Linked DNA regions of Mus musculus: region 2 is linked to region 1. Evidence: chromatin contacts called from public promoter capture Hi-C data. All regions are on one chromosome and are shown on one strand. The core of a region is the stretch at or near the end of the contact, and the rest is flanking DNA. Distances in the headings are between cores, read along the strand shown. Region 1 has its middle 27 kb from the start of Cyp2d12. Region 2 holds the start of Cyp2d26 (cytochrome P450, family 2, subfamily d, polypeptide 26).

Region 1 (5,959 bases), core at 807-3,306:
TCTGTATGAGAGTTTCCTTGGTCATGGTGTAGGTTCACAACAGTAAAACCCTAATTAAGACAGAAGTTGGTTCCAGGAGTTGCGTATTCCTGTGATAGGCTTGACCATGTTTTTTTCTGTAAGAATGTAGATGCGGGTACTACGGATTTGGAAAGCAGTGGAAAGTTTCAAGTGGGGCTTAATGGGCTATCGTGGTAGAAATATGAAAGACTTTGTAGCTGAGATTGATTTGAACTGTATAGTGCTGGCCCAAGATGGTTTAGTGGAGAAGAATTTCAGTATGTAGCCTGCAGTCTTTTTTTTTTTTTTTTCTGGTATTTTGGTGAAGAATGTGGCTGCTCTCTGTTCTGCTCTGAAGGGTCTACTGAGGCTAAGGTAAAGATATTTATATTAATTGCACTGACAAAGTAAATCTCAAAAAGGCCCAGCAGAAACTTTGTTCTCTGTTTAAATCACATGAAGAACATTTTAAATAAGCCTAGCAAGCTGAGAAAAGAAAAACATAATATATATGGTTCAAATATTAAAGGGCCACCAAGGCTTAAAATGGAGCTGAATCCTGTGCTCAAAAATATTAAATTGAATTAAAGAGTGACTGAGCCAGCTCAGTGAGTCAACAGGGTCTCAAGGGAGGGAGGGAGGATTGAAAAGAAAAGGACAATTAGACAACATTATAAGAAGAAGGATGAGTATGACTAAGCTATATACTCCATTCTGGAAGCTTGACAAAGAAGAAAATACTGACCTTAAGCCTTGAATAATTTTATGAGCCATATCCACAGGATCAAAACTCAGCAGAGCAGCATAGCTTAAATTCATAATCTAGGTATGTTATTTTAAAATATCCAGAGAGGTGTAAGAATTATGCCAAATATTCTACAAGTGTCTTTGAATTTTATCCCAATTATAGTGACTCTCATTGGGAACATGAGAAGTGACAGAAATCCATTGGAATATAGCATGACATTTAAGATGTCTTCTTACTCTTAAACTCTGATTCTCCTCTCCAAGAGTTTGAATAGTATCATAAGGAGCATCAATCTGTTGTTCCAAGGTCTATCTAAATCTTCTTGAATACTCAAGAGCATTAGTAACATTTTTTCTAAATCATTTTAAAAAGTAGCTGTCTTCACTTCTTGTGTCAAAGTGATTGCAGAAGTAGTAATGCGAGCTATCAATGAAATCAAAACTTATACTGGCAACAATCAAGGCCACTAAACTCTTGATTCTGCTTAAGACCTGACTCACTTCTTCCAGTATCTGCAAGCTTTTTTTTTTTTTCAGAATACCAAGGTCTTTTCATACTTATAGGCTCGTTGAGAGACCACTATGACAGCAACACTAGATTTCAATACACTAACACAATTAGAAAGTGTACATTAAATGCAACTTACACTAACTACCATAGAAGAAACTAAAGTAATTTTAACATGACTAACCAAAAAAAAAAAAAAGAATTAGGAGCCTTAACACACCCAGTAATGTTTGCTCAAAATCAAGATCGTGTCTCAATTTTATCTACTGCAAATGTCACTTCATACAAGGCAGCTGTCAATTTTCAAATATGTCTTTGAAAATGACCAGAACAAGGCTCCCAAATAAAGACTGTTACTTTTTTCCCCGAATATTGGATTGATTTCCAGACCAGCTCGTGATTAAGTCAGAATAACTGGTCACATTAAAGGAAAGAGACGGAACATTATATCTTCTCTATTTGATTAACTTTTTGAAGGCAGTTTCTACGGTCTCTATGCTCTCTGTCCCAAAGGTCTGAAAGCTTGAGGCAGGTTGTCCAGTGTCCCGGTTTCCGCAGTCTCCAGCCCACAGCGACACAAACGACACAGACACCAAATCCGGTTCGCACAGTAATTTTACTTCAGGCTTTTTCTTTTACAGCTCTCTTCCCCAGCAGCTTCTTCTTAGGGCAAGGGCTAAACTACTCCTATTACAACAGCTTCACTTACCCTACTTCTCACGGCTTCAACCTAGGGCAAGGGCTAAAAAACAACTCACTACTCACAGCTGACTCACCTCCTTCTAGCTCCACCCCACCTATTCCAATCAGAATTCACACACAGTCCAGGCACGTGCTCAGGTCGTTCAGATCACGAGGAACAGTCCAGCCTGGCAGGCAGCCCAGGCATGCAGCCTCACTGCGCATGCTCGGGCAAGGAAGTAAACAAGTGGGTTTCACGGGGCCTGCGGCCGCACCTGCTTCCCACAGTCCATGGGCAGGTAAAGGTGGGTCAGGAACATATGTCTAATACAGCTTCCCTGTCACCATTGTCAGGGGACTCAGCAAGCTCACAGTCAGGACCATTCTTTTTCCCAGCATCAGCATGTCTCAACAATGGCTCAGGCAATTCCCATGCTCCTTCAGCATTCTGAGGAAAAAATACAAACATGCCCTCGTTTCCATATTAATACCTGATCAGGATCATGCCATATACCAATAAGTGGATCTTTCCATTTCATCTACACATAAGTATATATAGTTTTAGGGTGCCATAAAGACCCAGGTGAGAATTCATTGACATCCAAATTTCAAACATTTAAAATAAAAAGAACATGATTTTATAGTTTTGTGGTATCTGGAGACATAATTCCCCATTTTTTTATTTTGTGAAAGTATTGTTTTAAAGTTCCATGGGCTCGTTCGACAATACCTTTTCCATAAGGAAAATAAGGAACCCAGTAATATGTGTAACATTACATTCCTGACAAAATGTCTCAAAAGCTTGACTGCAATAGCCAGTTTTTGGGGGGGCTGGTTGACTGGTTGGTTTTTTTCATTGTTTTGTCTCCCCCTTTCAACTCTGATTTTATTAATTTGGATACTGTCTCTGTGCTCTCTGGTTAGTCTACTATCTATCTTGTTGATTTTCTCAAAGAACCAGCTCCTGGTTTTGTTGGTTCTCTGTATAGTTCTTTTTGTTTCTATTTGGTTGATTTCAGCCATCATTTGATTATTTCCTGATGTATATTCCTCTTAAGTGTATTTGATTCTTTTTGTTCTAGAGCTTTCAGGTGTGCTGTCAGGCTGCTAGTGTAAGCTCTCTTCAGTTTATTTTCAGAAGCACTTAGAGCTATGAGTTTTCCTCTTACCACTGCTTTCATTGTGACCCATAAGTTTTGGTATGATGTGTCTTCATTTTCACAAAATTCTAAAAAGCCTTTAATTTTTTTCTTTATTTCTTCCTTAACCAAGATATCATTAAGTAGAGCATTGTTCAGCTTCCATGTGTATGTGTGCTTTCTGTTGTTTTTGTTGGTATTTAAGACCAGCATTAATCCATGGTATTTTGATAGGGTGCATGGGATTATTTCAGTCTTTTTATAACTGTTGAGTCCTGTTTAGTGACCAACGATATGGCCAATTTAGGAGAAGGAACTATGAGGGGCTAAGAAGAAGGCATATTCTTTTGCTTTAGGATGAAATGTTCTATAGATACTTGTTAAATCCATTTGGTTCATAACTTCTGTTAGTTTCACTGTGTCTCTGTTTAGTTTCTCTTTCCATGATCTGTCTATTGCTGAGAGTGGGCTGTTGAAGTCTCCCACAATTATTGCGTGGGGTGTGGTGAGTTCTTTGAGCTTTAGTAAAGTTTCTTTTATGAGTATGGGTGTTCTTGCATTTGGGCCATACATATTAAGAATTGAAAGTTCATCTTTGTAGATTTTTCACTTGACCAGTATAAAGTGTCCTTCCTTATCCTTTTTGATAACTTTTGGTAGAATGTTTATTTTATTCCATATTAGAATGGCTACTCCAGCTTTTTTCTTGGGATCATTTGCTTGGAAAATTGTTTTCCAGCCTTTTACTCTGAGGTAGTGCCTATCTTTGACATTGAGGTGTGTTTCCTGTATGTGGAAAAAGGTTGGGTCCTGTTTACATATCCAGTCTGTTAGTTTATGTCTTTCTATTGGGGAATTGAATCCATTAATGTTAAGAGATATTAAGGAAAAGTGATTGTTACTTCCTGTTATTTGTGTTGTTAGAGGTGGAATTATGTTATGTGGCTATCTTCTCTTGTGTTTGTTGAAAGATTACTTTCTTGCTTTTTTTCCTAGGGTGTATTTTCTCTCTTTGTGTTGGTGTTTTCCATATATTATCCTTTGTAGGGCTGGATTTATGAAAAGATATTTTGTAAATTTGGTTTTGTCTTGGAATATCTTGGTTTCTCCATGTTTGGTAATTGAGAATTTTGCTGTATATAGTAGCCTGGGCTGGCATTTATATTCTCTTAGAGCCTCTATGACATCTTCCCAGGATCTTCTAGCTTTCATAGTCTCTGGTGAGAAGTCTGGTGTAATTTGGATAGGTATGCCTTTATATGTTACTTGATCTTTTCCCCTTATTGCCTTTAATATTCTTTCTTTGTTTAATGCATTTGGTGTTTTGATTATTAAGTGACGGGAGGAATTTCTTTTCTAGTTCAGTCTATTTGGAGTTCTGTAGGCATCTTGTATGTTCATGAGCATCTCTTTATTTAGGTTAGGAAAGTTTTGTCTATAATTTTGTTGAAGATATTTACTAGCCCTTGAAGTTGGGAATTTTCAATCTCCTCTATACCTGTAATCCTTAGTTTTGGTATTCTCATTATGTCCTGAATTTTCTGGATGTTTTGGGTTAGGAGCTTTTTGAATTTTGCATTTTCTCTGATTACTGTGTCAAAGTTTTCTATGGTATCTTCTGCTCCCGAGATTTTTCTCTTCTATCTCTTGTATTCTATTGATGATGCTTGCATCTATGACTCCTGGTCTCTTTCCTAGGGTTTCAAACTCCAGGGTTGTCTCCCATTGTGATTTCTTTATTGTTTCTATTTCCATTTTTAGATTTTGGTTGGTTTTGTTCATTTCCTTTGCCAGTTTCATTGTGCTTTCCTGTAATTTTTAGAGGGATTTTTGTGTTTCCTTTTTAAGGGCTTCTACAGATTTATCTGTGTCCTCCTGTATTTCTTTAAGTGAGTTATTTATATCCTTCTTAAAGTCCTCTATCATCATCATGAGAAGTGATTTTTAGATCTGAGTCTTGCTTTTCTGATGTGATGGTATACCCAGGAATTGTTATGGTCTGGGAATTGGGTTTTCATGGTGGCAAATGACCATGGTTTCTGCTGATTATATTCTTATGCTTGCTCCTGTCATCTTAATATTTCTAGGGCTACCTGCCCTTTCTATCTGACTGGAACCTGTCCTTCCTGTAATCCTGGTTGTGTCAGAACTCCTTATAGTCCAGCTGTCTCTGTGATCCTGAGATTCTGGGTGTGTCAGAGTTCCTGAGAGTCAAGCTGCATCTGAGACCCTGAGATCCTGGTATAACCAAGTTCCTGGGATCCTGGGATCCCAGGATCCTGGCTGTGTTAAAGTGCTTGGAATTTGAGCTTTCTCTGAGTGCTGTGGGACTGGCTGCAGAATTTGTGCCAGTGAAAATCCAGTGCAGATCAGAACAAACCTGAGCCACTGGTCAAGTGGTTGCTCTGACCCTGGTTCCTGCTGGTCTCAATTACTCTTAGTGGTGTTGAAACAGATGTTTTGTCTTACTCACCTTTGATCCAAAGATCTGGGAATATTAAAGAACCTGGGAGTGGAACCTCTTCTCAGAGCTGGGGGAGTGGCTGCAAAGTTCTCACCCATAGTAAAGTGGTGCAGACTGGAAGAAACCATAGCCACTGCTCTGGCAGGGTTCCAGCATCCCTCGGTCCTGCTTGTACTAATTATTATTGGTGGTGTTGGACATTATTTTTCCAGTTCAGTGTTCATTTTCCTCCCAGTTCATTCTCTGTTTGTTCCTCATCCCATATGTCTTCCCCCTGTCTTCAAGAGGAAGTCCCCTGTTGTCGTAAATCTCCAATCCAAATATGCCCTGACAATGAAAGCACAACTCAATTAATATGAATACAATCTGTATGCCTACATTGGGCAGATCTACCACTACACTTCCATCTTCCCCATCTAT
Region 2 (6,761 bases), core at 2,339-4,838, 210 kb before region 1:
CTCTTAGCCTAACTGTGTGAGTAGGAACCTCTGGGGATGATGGTCAGGAACTAGTTACAGCTGTCAACTGGCCCTAGTGTATCAAGGATGAATCTCTAAAGTGCTGCATCATTTCATGGTGCTGTGATGTAGGTTAGAGTGTGAAGTGCATTGTGGCTTATACAGTGGGTCTTCTGGGATTTGGCCCTATCATGAACCAGAGCCAGATCCTGTTTAAAAATAGGAAATGTGAGTCTTTCGAACTCGTGTGTGTGTATGTGTGTGTGTGTGTGTGTGTGTGTATGTGTGTGTATCCATGTGCATACATGGGAATTTGAATGTGGAGGTCAATGGTTGATGTCAGACATTTTCCTTGATCACTTTCCATTTTGCTTTTAGATACAGGGCTGCTTTCTGAATCTGGATCTCACCAATGTGGTTAGAGGTAGCAACTGCCCAGGGTCTTTCTGTCTCCCCAAGTACAGTGCTGGATTACAAGCATTGCTGGGTTCTGGGGATGTGAACTCAGGTCCTTGTGTTTGAGTAGCAAGTTGTTTACCAACTAAGCCATCTCTGTTCCCAAACTATCAGTCTTTTGAAAATCTTTTACAGCATTTGTGGTCTCTTGATATTCTATACAAATTTTAGAGATTTTGAATCTGATAGGAACTGCATTTAATGCTTAGATTCCACGCCTTCCAGCTCATGAACAGCAAAGCAAGCCTTCCTGTTTTAATATTCTCTTTAAATTTTTACTTCTTTAGCCAGACAATGGTAGTGCACTCCTTTAATCCTAGCACTCAGGAGGCAGAGGCAGGCAGAATTATTTGGTTTCAAGGCCAGCCTGGTCTACAAAGTGAATTCCAGGCCAGCCGGACTACACAGAGAAACCCTGTCTCAAAAATCAAAAACAAAACAAAAAATGTTTTTACTTATTCGATGCATTCCATTTACATATTTTTCAGTCACTAATGATGATTTTGTAGGTTATTCATTTTGTGTGTGTGTGTGCAACTCTTCATAGGGAAACGAATGCTCATGTGTGCACATCCTCATTTCTGTGTTGAAGCCAGAGTCAAAGTTGAACGTCTTAAGTCCCTCTCCACCTTACTGAACTTGGAGCCCACTCCTGAGTCACCAGCAGCTCTGAGCATCCTCCCTTTGCTGCCTCCCTAGCACTGGAATTGTGGGAGTGTTTGGAGTATCTAGATGCTAGGAGATGACCTCATGTCCTCAGCAAGTGCCATACTGTGAGAGTCACTGCCCAGCCCTAACATACTTACTTTTTTTTTTAATGCTAGTTTATGTGTAATACTGCTTGTCATTCTATTGTCTTTAAATTTTTATTCATTGTTATTTCGTATAGCATATTCATTGTTAGATTAGGAAAGAACAAGTGTTTGTGTGTGTGTGTGGACTTTTTGCCTTTGCTGAAATTGTTTGATGTTCTCAGATAGTATTGTGAAACCTTTCCTGTTTTCCTTCGTGCACAATTATATCATCTATGATCAAAGATCATGCTCTTTCTTCCTACCTGGGATCTACTGTCTCAGGTGAGACATGCTCACACGTCTATACTCAGAACCAAGAGCCTCCACTGTGCCAACTGTCATGTTTCACTTGAGTTCAGATTTTCATGAGGCTGATGACCCTGCCCCACTCACAAGTAAACAGTGCCACAGGGGAACCTGATTCAGTGATTGCCAGGCATTGCCCTGCACCCCAACCCCTTGGACTATGTTCTTTGTGACTAAAAGTCACAGGCCCTTATCTAGGTCTCAGAACAGTTTTGCCGACTGCAAATACTTTTTCAGTGTGGGAGGTGGAAATGGAGGTTGGTCAGTGTCATGATCCTGCTCAGCAGTCCCCTTTGTGTGCACTTTAGGAATAAAGAAAATATCCAGGATATTCTCAATATTTTACATTTCTTTACATGCATCATCTCAAGCATTGTTTCTGTGGTTTGAGATTTCATAGGTAACAGCCTATGCTAATGGACCACAGTCCTGCTGTGCCTCACACCATGAGGGGTACAGTAAGCATCCGGGAATGAAAGGGTAACCAACACTAGCCAACCTCTGGCCAAGCTTTGCCCCAACTAAGCTTTCCAAAGGTGACACTCAAGAGTCACAGTCATCCCAGAAGAAACCTACCTGCCTCAGCTTCTCAGTAACTGCGTCTCAGTTGCCTCCCATCTCCCACCCATGACCTGTGTTGGCTCCTGACTTACCGTACCATAACTCAGCTGGGCAGGGCCAAAAGGAATAGGCAGGAACATGCATCGAGACGGGTGTGGGTGTGGGTGTGGGGAGGGACCCTTTACCCCACCCAGCCCACAGACCTCTGGCACAAGGTCTGCTTTACCTATATCCATGTAGAAGACTGTCAGGGGAACAACTGACCCACCAAGAAACCAAGGGTGAAAAAGAGACAGAGGCCACCATGTGATAAGTACTTGGTCCAACCTACAGGCCTCTGGGACTCTCAACAACTGTTGACAGTTTCTCAGCTTTCTCAGATCTGACCTAAGATGCTTCCAGGTTCTGAGTCTGGCCTCTCCAATCAACCCAGTAAGTAACCTCAAAGCTGAACACAAGACTCCAGGAGCTGCAGCCCCCTTCTTCCCACTGCCTCTCATCACAAAAACCAGACAGTGGCACTTGCTGTCATAGCCGGGTGCTGTGTCTTGCAGTACCTGCAAGTTACTTGTGTCCTAACAATAATGTGCTCCTTGAGCCTCCAGGATGGTCTTACCCCCCATCCCCCCATGTTTGGCAGTATTCACAAATATCTCAAAAACACCGCCCATGTAACACGAGGAAGACATCTCTCCATCCCTCTTAAGATGATTGTTAGCACAGGGCTTGACCTAACAAAAAGCCAAGAGTGAATAAAATTAGATAGTGGTCCCCATGTGACAACTACATGGACATCTAGCTGGCCTCCCCAGAATTCTATTGACAGTTGGTGACAGCCTTTCAGCTTTCTCGGGTGAGAGCTAAGAAGTCCCCAGGTTTTGAATTTGGCCTTCCTTGAGAGTTGAATGACCTCCTACCTGTGCTCAAGGCTCCACAGGCTGGAGCCTCCTTCCTTACACTGCCTCTCCCTCACCCTCATCTGCTAGCCACATAAGCCACTTCAGTGGCCATTGCTGCATAGTGATAGTGCCCACTGATAGTGTCAGTCAGACCTCATATCCTACTAGCCAAGTGTTCCCTGAAGCCTCCAAAAGGCCTTGTTCCATTCTGAGACAATGTCTTCGGTCCCCTCGGATCTCTGGTCATGTGGCAAATTAGTCTATGACCGTTGCACCCTGAGGCAGGGTCCATGGCTACGTGCCCGCTGTGCTTACAGTGTCCAACCCAATATAACCACTATGCAATTCTCTGTGGAGCTATCAGTGCCACTCCCCTGGATAAGCACCACAGGAAAGAAGAAAGGGCAGGAACCTCTGATGTTGACTTTCCCTTGATTTTTCTGACACCCCCTTCCCCCATATAGGCTCTGTTTGAACATTAATTAACACAGCTACTTGGCTCAAGGCAGAGAACAAAGTGCAGCCTTCCCCTCCTCCCTCTTTATAAGGGACCAGGTTCCCAGTCCATCATAAGAGGATCTTTCCTGATTCTAAGTTTCTGGAACGAGTATTCCTTCAAAAGCCTGGAAGCAGTAGGGCAGCCATGGGGCTGCTGGTTGGAGATGACTTATGGGCTGTGGTCATATTCACAGCCATCTTCCTGCTTCTGGTGGACCTGGTGCACCGGCGCCAGCGCTGGACTGCCTGCTACCCACCAGGCCCTGTGCCATTCCCTGGGCTGGGAAACCTGCTGCAGGTGGACTTCGAGAACATACCATACAGCTTTTACAAGGTGAGAGAGGTGGTGGTGGAGGACAGAAGAAGTCAGAGTGACCCAGGCAGCACGTGGAGGTGTTGAAGCCACTGGAAAGACAGGAAGATGGCCCCCAAGAGAAAAAAAGAGTTGTTGGGAAAACAAAGTGGAGTGTGTGTGTGTGTGTGTGTGTGTGTGTGTGTGTGTGTGTAATAGTCTCTTCCTGTTGTGTGGTCTCAGGCCTCGCTGCCTATCTTAGGAACCTGAATTTTTTCTTGTATGGTGGAGTATGAAGGGACCCAAGGATCTTGTTCAGGCTGAGTCACAGCTGAATGATAATATTTGCTGTGAGGTCTTTGTTAAATTGAGAAGATATGGTTGCCAAGCAACAAGGTGCCCCAACCATAGGCTAGGGATGTAGGCCTGTGATAGAGCATTTGCCCAGCATATGTCAGGAACAAGGTTCAATAAGTTCTATATATGTGTATGTACAGACACAGACACAGACACAGACACAGACACAGACACAGACACAGACACAGACACAGACACAGACACACACACACACACACACACACACACACACACACACACACAGAGAGAGAGAGAGAGAGAGAGAGAGAGAGAGAGAGAGAGAGAGAGAGAGAAGCAGAGACTTGTATGAAGAGTATTGATCTTCCACTCTGCTGGAAACCTCTACTTCCTATGTGCTCTGTCCTATTTCAGCTTCAAAACCGCTATGGCAATGTGTTCAGCCTACAGATGGCCTGGAAGCCCGTGGTTGTGGTCAACGGACTGAAGGCAGTGCGGGAACTGCTGGTGACCTATGGAGAGGACACTTCTGACCGCCCCCTAATGCCCATCTATAATCACATAGGCTATGGGCACAAATCAAAAGGCAAAGCTCTATAGTGGGGGCAAGGCAGGGAGAGTAGGGCTTGAGAGGGGTGAGCAGAAGATAGACAGACCTAATGGAGATGATGTGGTCCGGCAAGGCAAGGGAAAAACACTGGGGTGGAGGGTGGAGCCTAAGGAATGCAAGGTGCCAATATGTGCTAGAAAAGTGCTGGGCACTGACTGCTAAGACTGACCACAGAGAAATGTTGGGAACAGAAGAGACCACATAGCTAGGTGCCCTCAGTTACACACAGATATGTCTGCAGGTGTGATCCTTGCACCTTACGGGCCCGAGTGGCGAGAGCAGCGGCGATTTTCTGTGTCTACCCTGCGTGACTTCGGCCTGGGCAAGAAATCACTGGAGCAGTGGGTGACAGAGGAGGCTGGCCACCTCTGCGATGCTTTCACCAAGGAGGCCGGTGGGTGATGTTAGAGATGGAGAGTGTGAGCAGGGACTGAAGAGCACTATCATGACTTGCTTGCATCTCCAATCCTAGAACATCCCTTCAATCCCAGCCCCCTCCTAAGTAAAGCTGTGAGCAACGTGATCGCCTCCCTCATTTATGCTCGTCGATTTGAGTATGAAGACCCTTTCTTCAACAGGATGCTCAAAACATTGAAGGAAAGCTTAGGAGAAGACACTGGCTTCGTCGGAGAGGTATGTGGCTCGGGGCAGTGGGCCTGGCCACTTCTATGCTATAAATTCTATCAGAGTAAGTATGAATTCAGGGTGGGTGGGCCTGGTGTGATGGCCAAGTGCAGGGAGAAAGGCTTGGGTGTTGACAAACCTCAGATAAGTGGAGGGGAGGAGCAGACCAAGGTTAATGGCTCTAGAAAGGGGGTGAGCCTGCAGGGAAACCACACAAGCCTGTTATATTTGAAGGGTAGAGTATTTCTTTTCTTCACCCTGAGCTACAGGAGAGCATGCAGGCTAGAACTGGGGAAGAAGCAGGTGATGGGTAGGGACAGATTCTGAGTCCATTGCGGAAGAGGCTGAGAACTGTGACTGGTCCAGGTAAACACTGAGCAGAAACAGCCCCCGGGGGCAAAAGAGCTAGATGGTCAGTGGGTAAATGAGCTTACCAAGCAAGCCTGGAGCCCTGAGCTGGATTCCTGAGTCCCATATAAGGGATAAAACTTACTCTATAAGTTGTTCTCTAATGACAAAACATGAGTCACTATATACAGGCAAGCACATGTGTGTACATGCATGTGCACACACACTGGCACACAAAATTATGAATTCTTAATTAGAAAGAAAAGCAACTGGACCTGTTTTGTTTCTTTCACAGGTGCTGAATGCCATCCCAATGCTACTACACATCCCTGGTTTGCCTGATAAAGCCTTCCCCAAGCTGAATTCATTCATAGCCTTAGTGAATAAGATGTTAATTGAGCACGACTCGACCTGGGATCCTGCACAGCCACCCCGAGATTTGACTGATGCCTTCCTGGCTGAGGTGGAGAAGGTGAATGGCAGCTCCAAGAAGTCTGGCCAGGGGCTGTGCACTGAGGTCCTGTGAGCTGTGATGCCAGATGGGTAGAGTCCTGTGCATCACCAAGTGACTCAGCCCCTGGGTTTCCGGGGAACAATGGGAGGCCACTGTGGGATGACTCCTCCCTGCTGAACCCACCCTTTCTGTCTGGCCCAGGCCAAGGGGAATCCTGAGAGCAGCTTCAATGATAAGAACCTGCGCATAGTGGTGATTGACCTGTTCATGGCAGGGATGGTGACCACCTCAACCACACTGTCCTGGGCCCTGCTGCTCATGATCCTGCATCCAGATGTGCAGCGTGAGCCTGGTGGGGCTGGGAGGGAGGGCAAGAGGCATTTGAGAAACTAGTGGCTCCCGCATTAGCTTGACCTAGGCTCCCACAGTCTGATGGGAGTCTTATCCATCGTATTAAAGCCAGAGGTTCAAGTTCAAGGGTGAGCAGCTTTTTCTCAGAAGAGATCCTATCTATCCAGGCCGTGTCCACCAGGAAATCGACGAGGTCATAGGGCACGTGCGGCATCCAGAGATGGCAGACCAGGCCCGCATGCCCTACACAAAC

What was found. Promoter capture Hi-C pulls out the DNA fragments that hold promoters and counts their contacts.
Region 2: a contact with region 1 is called in a promoter capture Hi-C map of liver, with 2.9 times the contacts expected there. The contact joins the promoter of Cyp2d26 here to the enhancer-like site in region 1. A contact is called at or near these places in 7 of 39 promoter capture datasets (the HPC-7 cell line, embryonic stem cells, hippocampal neurons and 2 more).

Annotation. Positions count from the first base shown.
Region 1 is chr15:82,578,983-82,584,941 of GRCm38.p6, reverse strand. No RefSeq gene overlaps it. Among named protein-coding and RNA genes, the nearest start is that of Cyp2d12, 27 kb to the right of the region's middle. Within about 2 kb of position 2,056, at least 5 of the 459 cell types and tissues checked have an H3K27ac peak or open chromatin away from gene starts, as enhancers often do. A contact at or near this core is called in liver, where this site is marked.
Region 2 is chr15:82,791,072-82,797,832 of GRCm38.p6, reverse strand. It overlaps Cyp2d26 (cytochrome P450, family 2, subfamily d, polypeptide 26), which reads left to right and starts at 3,588. Exons shown (of 9, transcript NM_029562.2): 1 at 3,588-3,848; 2 at 4,536-4,707; 3 at 4,973-5,125; 4 at 5,204-5,364; 5 at 5,999-6,175; 6 at 6,359-6,500; 7 at 6,676-6,761. The coding sequence starts at 3,660.